2 separate regions of the Triticum aestivum genome follow, and region 2 is linked to region 1. Evidence: chromatin contacts called from public Hi-C data. All regions are on one chromosome and are shown on one strand. The core of a region is the stretch at or near the end of the contact, and the rest is flanking DNA. Distances in the headings are between cores, read along the strand shown. Region 1 holds the start of LOC123147611 (survival of motor neuron-related-splicing factor 30). Region 2 holds the start of LOC123147613 (serine/threonine-protein kinase-like protein CCR4).

The links. Hi-C and Micro-C count contacts between places; a contact is called where the count stands out from the background.
Region 2: a Hi-C map of an unstated tissue shows a contact between it and region 1, with 6 times the contacts expected there. The contact joins the promoter of LOC123147613 here to the promoter of LOC123147611 in region 1. A contact is called at or near these places in 3 of 5 Hi-C or Micro-C datasets (leaf and an unstated tissue).

The regions. Positions count from the first base shown.
Region 1 is chr7A:468,602,827-468,605,932 of IWGSC CS RefSeq v2.1, reverse strand. LOC123147611 (survival of motor neuron-related-splicing factor 30) reads right to left here and starts at 1,563. Exons shown (of 8, transcript XM_044566875.1): 1 at 1,357-1,563. The coding sequence starts at 1,422.
Region 2 is chr7A:468,911,327-468,914,326 of IWGSC CS RefSeq v2.1, reverse strand. It overlaps LOC123147613 (serine/threonine-protein kinase-like protein CCR4), which reads left to right and starts at 1,563. Exons shown (of 1, transcript XM_044566877.1): 1 at 1,563-3,000. The coding sequence starts at 1,761.

The sequences.
Region 1 (3,106 bases), core at 314-2,813:
GGACGAGAGTCGGTGGCTAAAAAAAATAGGATACAACGAGGGTATACATCTCTCGAACGAATTTTTTATAGCGGGGACGCGATCCAATCCGTTTGGGTACGATGAACCCGGGACGGTATCATGGGTCGAGGAACACAGTTCCTGAAGAACGACGACTCCCTGACGGTCAGCATTCCTTGCTGTTAATGGATCCCTTGTAATTAATGGACTTGAGGAAGAACGAGGAGTCCTTGAGAAAAGAAACGACGGCGTGAGTAAATTATGCCTCACGTTTTGGCTGTTGGATCCTGGAACCTGAATCGAGGAGCAGGCTGCGGGAACGCCGAATCTTCATCGAATCGTACCGAATCTGACCTCGTTCCCGAATCCGATTCCGGGTCGATGAATCGGGATCGAGGGACGGCCTACCGTTCCCCGTTTCCCGCTACTATGGTCCGGATAGATCAGAGCAGATGTCATATTTGTTTATAGAAGATCATTTAATCAATTTTCAATGTAAATCACTCCTCTAAAACAGAAAGACATGGACAAAATATTAAAAAGAGTGAGTAGAATCTAGCGCGAAACAATGACTGCAACAAGGGACCAAACTTGGAACAAATACATCAACAAGTCTCGAGACAAAATTCAACCACCATGTGCACTTTACAAAGCGTTAACCACATGAACATAAAAAGTTGCATGCTCTGATTTGTGAACCAGTGGACTGTTCTGTCTTCTGCACATATGTAAATTCAACAAAATGCAGGATCAAATGGGCGATGGACATCGAAACATTTTGCTCCACCAAGCAGCACCAACACAATACAGCCCTAGTATAGAATTCATGGGAACCAATCAAGCTACATAATGTGTCAATCCAGTGTTGTCCAATATGTATTTCTAAGAAGTCTCAGAATCCAACACTTACCTTAGGATTTTTTAACTCTGCAGTTCAAACTAATTTAGCTATCTATCGCTGACATGAGCAGGCAGATTTCCACAGATTGTTCCAATACCCGGCGTCCCTTTAACATAATGAAAATGATAACTCTTTTAGCTGGGGAAATAGTGATAAGAGCAGGTTATTACGGCTGCTCTACTATTTAATCAAAGGTTTAATCAATTGTAAGGTCCTGGACTTTTCACTTAGGCCTCTCGAAACCCTAGAATCGGACGCACATCCGAAACCTAATCTCTGAACACACAGCATCCAAAGCACAGAAACAAAGCACGTAGCTGCGCACAAATTATTGTGGCCCTAATAACGCGCAGCACCTAGGTGGGGAAACCAGAACTGATGGAGGAATCGCCGCAGCACAACGAATTACTACCGAGGATTGGACGCGAGGGGGGGATGGGGGGAGGGGGAGAGACCTCGCGGAGCTGGTCCTTGTAGGTGGAGAGATTGGAGGCGAGCTCCTCGACGCTGAGATCCTCCATGCCCGCCGCCTCCGACGCTCTCCTCCGGCTCGAGCTCGATTCGATTCGATTCGTGACGCCTCGCGCCGCCCGAGAGTTTTCTTTTTGTTCGTTTGGGGAAATCTTATTGTTGTTGTCTGTTCGTGGTGGGGATGGATTTTTATCGCGAGGAAGAAGAGGCCGAGTCGATTTGCCTCTTCCAATTGGGCTGGGACTCAGGGACTGCAACTCTCGGCCCATCGTGGGGTTTGCTGCGTGGATGCGCAAATGCGACGCGCGTGTGAGCGGGCTGGCCCGGCGCTGGGCGATTTTCGTTTTTCTGACACTCACTTATTCCCAAACCAATTCTCAAAAAGGAAAAACTTATTCCCAAACCACCGCTCAAAAAAGAAAAACTTATTCCCAAACCTATATAGTAGTTAAAAAAATCTTATTCCCAACCCTCGTGTTTGTGTAGGATTAATCTCTTTTGCTTACCATTTCATGGAAACCCTTTTCACCAATATCTTAGCCTTCTTTCCAGCTTATCACAGCATTCCTTGTAAGCGGTCCTCTCACTATTTCTACTTCTCGTGGTCTTGAGGTGTCTTGATCAGTCGATGTATCCAACACAGGCTCAGAGAAGACACCTCCTTCTCTCAACCATCTGTACAAGGAAGAACTTACCACTATCCGGAGTCATTTTTTTCTGCCTTTTTTCATGTTTAATTGATTTTCCTTTTCATTTTTATTTTTATTTTATTTTGAAGAAATAATTTCCAGATATTAAAGTTTTCACAAAATAAATTAATACTTTTAAAAATGCAAAGACGCGTTTAAATTATACGAACATTTTCCTACAATACGGAACTTTTTAGTTAGATAAAAAATCTTACAACATGTGAATGCTAATCTATTGACAATTTTATAAATTATATGAATATTTTTAAAATAATTTTTAAAATTACAAGAACAGTTTTAAAGGTGTGAATACTTTTCAAATTACTTGATATTTTAAAATGTAAATAATTATTATTTCCCCATCACATTTTAAAAAATATTGGAAGTATATACATGTATATATGTTAATTTTAAGGTTTAAACAAAGAAAAATGATGTCCCTGAGCTCATTCAGAGGTCCTTTAGGCGGAGCTAGCGCTCGGTGGAAATGAGCGACACATTTTTGCACCTCAGTTGATGGGCAAGTTTTCGCTAGAAGATCCAGCCAAAACAACTTAAAGTGCATTTAAATTTAACAAGGCTCTGGTGGACATCACACAAGGAGTTCATGTGGACGCACACTTGCTATGAAGGGTAGATCAAAACAGGACGCGTCAGAGTAGGATATTGCTGGACAGGGTGCCAAACAATGCCCCAGTTGTGCAAGGAGTAAGACGCAAAAGTGGCCGACACGACAAATTCATTGGGCTTTGTATCCACTTGCATCGAGCATGCCTTGGAGTTGCTCATGTCAGTACAATCCAGCAGCTCGAACCGTAATACACGTGAGAGAGGAAGAAGCCGCGAACATCACCATGGACCTAGACACCCAAAAATGGAGTGGAGCGAGATCTTTCAGGGCGAGGACGGTGTGCAATAGGTGGCAAAGTGGCCTTGCTACCTATTCCATTAGAAACCACAGATTTTTAGGTCCAACACATGGCTCAAACTTCAAAGTGTTTCAACATGTAAAAAGGTGGTTCAAACTAAAATAAAGCAATGTTTT
Region 2 (3,000 bases), core at 314-2,813, 310 kb before region 1:
TACTCCCTGGAGCAGACTTGACACTATAGTAAGGATAGTATGCAGACAAGTGGCGCTTTTATGGGGTTTCTGCTGTTTTGCTGATAAGGTCTCTCTCTGCTTGGCCTTTGCCAGCAGCAGAGTTTTGGAGTAAACTCTTTGCCGTCTTGCACGTCTTTTTTCTTGCTTGAAGATCTGCTGCATTTTCTGTCCTCCATAACAGCACTTGTTTTCTTGATACTATAAATAAACAAAGGGGGTGTACAAGTTCTCTGGAAAGACCGGGCATTCCCTATAAGTACATACATATATGTAGAAAATCACCCAGGTAATACTTGCGCGATAGTACAGACAAAGTAGTAACTTTCAGCCTTTTGCTTGAAGAAGAGAAGGAAAGTTTCCAAGCCCACGTAATTTGGATTGAAACCTCGTCCGGCGTGGGTTTTTGTCAACTTAAGAGTAAATGTCAAAAGTTTTAAAAAACAGTAAACCACCACTAACTTCTTCCGACTTGGCCGCAATTCTGCAGGGACTGTACAGACTGGGCCGGGCTCTTGATTCTGAGGGTAGAGTCAGTCGTTTGTTTATTTCTTTCTTTTCCTTTTTGCGAGGGAGATTCAGTCGTTTCCACGGACTGCGGCACTGCGCAGTGCAGAATCAGATGCCTGGAAACCCTAAAACAAAACAAAATAAATTTGTTTGTTGCTGTATGGGAGATATGAGTCGGCAATGCTACACGTTTGGCTTTTATAGGTGGGTTAGTTTTTATTGGTCAACAAGTGAGGGGGATGGCCCACCCTCCTGAAAATCAGGTGGGAGGGAGAGGCTTGTAATTGGTTGTTAGATGAAAAGAGCTTGTAAAAGCTTGTAAATCTTTGTATGTCTAGCATTTTTGGATATGAGTATATGACAGTTGCTCTTGCTGGGTTTCTCTTGGTGAATGAAAGTATGATCTCTGCATGTCCATGACCGAGAGATTGATTCCATCTTCAGTATGCCATCTGCATTTATCATTTTTTTTCCAATGCCTTTGTAACTAGAACATGTTCAGGATTAATACAACCACTGATTATTAGAAACCACACCGAGTGATAACCTACTAGTACAAGTTTTCAGTATATTTTGCAAAAAATAAAGTTTTTAAGTATAAATGCGGAAAGCACAAGAGAATGGTAAAAAAGGAGAGAATGGTAAAGGCTTCTCTGCTGTTAGAGATGCTCTGATAATTCCCCCCCCCCCCCCCCCCAAAAAAAATAAAAGATGCCCTGCTAAGTGGTTATGCACTAATTTGCCTCCTAGCAACCGATAATCCGGCAATCATTGTGGTTTTGGAGCTAAGCAGCAGCTAGAGAGCTAAGCTAGCTGAGAAGCCAGGCAGCAAAGTGAGGTCGGAGAAATTAATTCACAAGCTAAGCATTGACACTTGAATTTCAACGGACCTAGTCAAGTCTACCAAACCAAACCAAAACAACCTCCCTCACCTCATCATCGATCCATCATCACAATCACACACACTTATTTCTGAATTAATCTACTCCGTATAGTAGCATGACTAAAATATAAAAGTAAAACCAACCCAACCCAACCCAACGAGCAACGAAACCCAACGCGGACGCGGTGTCCTCGACTCGTTCTCCATCGGTCGATCCACCCACCTACAACCCCGAAACAGAAAGCCAAGCCACCAAGCGAGAAATCAAATCCAAGCGAGCCGAGCCAAACCGGAGCTCCCTCCGTCCCTCCATCCATACACCCATGTCGTCTCCTCCCTCTCGTTCCCAATGCTAATGTCTCGCCGCCCCGGCCTCGCCACCAGCACAACGCGCCTCCTCGTCGTGATCGCCTTCCTCCTCGCCGTCGCCGCGGCCGCCGCGCCGCCGTCGCCGCGCCAGTTCTCCACCGTCGCCATCTCCCACACCCGCAACAGCACGCTCGTCTGCGCGCTCATCATCGACAGGGTCAACGAGGATGGCGGCGGCAACTCCAAGCTCCAGTGCAAGTCCATGCCCGACGGCCGCCTCACCTCCTACCCCTCCGCCGACATCCCCTTCAACGCCATCGCCGCCGGCAAGGACTTCCTCTGCGGCCTCATGGCGCCCGTCGGCGGCCACGCCGCCATGCGCTGGTGGTCCTTCACCGAGGAGGAGGAGGCCAGGCGGTCTCGCCCCGTAGGCCGGCGCATCTACTGGGGCCCCTCGCTCCGCTCCATGTCCGCCGGCGGCCCGCACGTGTGCGGCCTCTCCGACGACCACGACCCCACCTGCTGGGAGTGGCCCGGCCTCGACCTGCCCAAGGGCCTCGACTTCTCCCTCATCGCCCTCGGCCAGGACTTCCTCTGCGGCATCGTGAAAGGCGACGACACCGCCATGAGGTGCTACGGCGGCGCCATGCCGTCGACGCCCCAGTTCACGGCCGACGGGGTTGATGTCACGTTCCAGACGGTCGCCGCTGGGCGCCGCCACGCCTGCGCCGTGGACAAGCTGGGCGGCCTCGTGTGCTGGGGCGACGGAAACCCCACGGTCCGTCTCGACGAGCTGCCGGCCGACATGATGGCCATGGCGCTCGGCCGCAACACCACCTGCATACTCGCCGGGAACGGCACGGTCAGGTGCTGGGGCGTGAAGGTGCCGGAGGAGTACACGCACACCACCTTCGTCTCCATCGAGGCCGACGGCGACACGGTGTGTGCCGTCATGACCAGCAACTACTCCGTCGTCTGCTGGGGGAACGACGGCCGCTTCGACGGGAGGCACCTCGTCTACAACAACACCATGCCGGGAGCCTGCGCCCCTAAGAGTAACTGCTCCTGCAACATCGTACCCGACTCAGGGAGGCTCTGCGGCACCGGCGGCGGATTGGGCGGCGAAGAACTCGCCGTGTGCAGCCCGTGCAAGCAGCCACTGAACGCGTCCAGGATCGTCGTCAGCAATGGGAGTACGGCCCGGCTCGGTGACGGGGCTGGTGATGCGAAGAAGAAGAAGACGCTCTTCGTGGGGCTCGGCGTGGCCAGCGCCGGCGTCT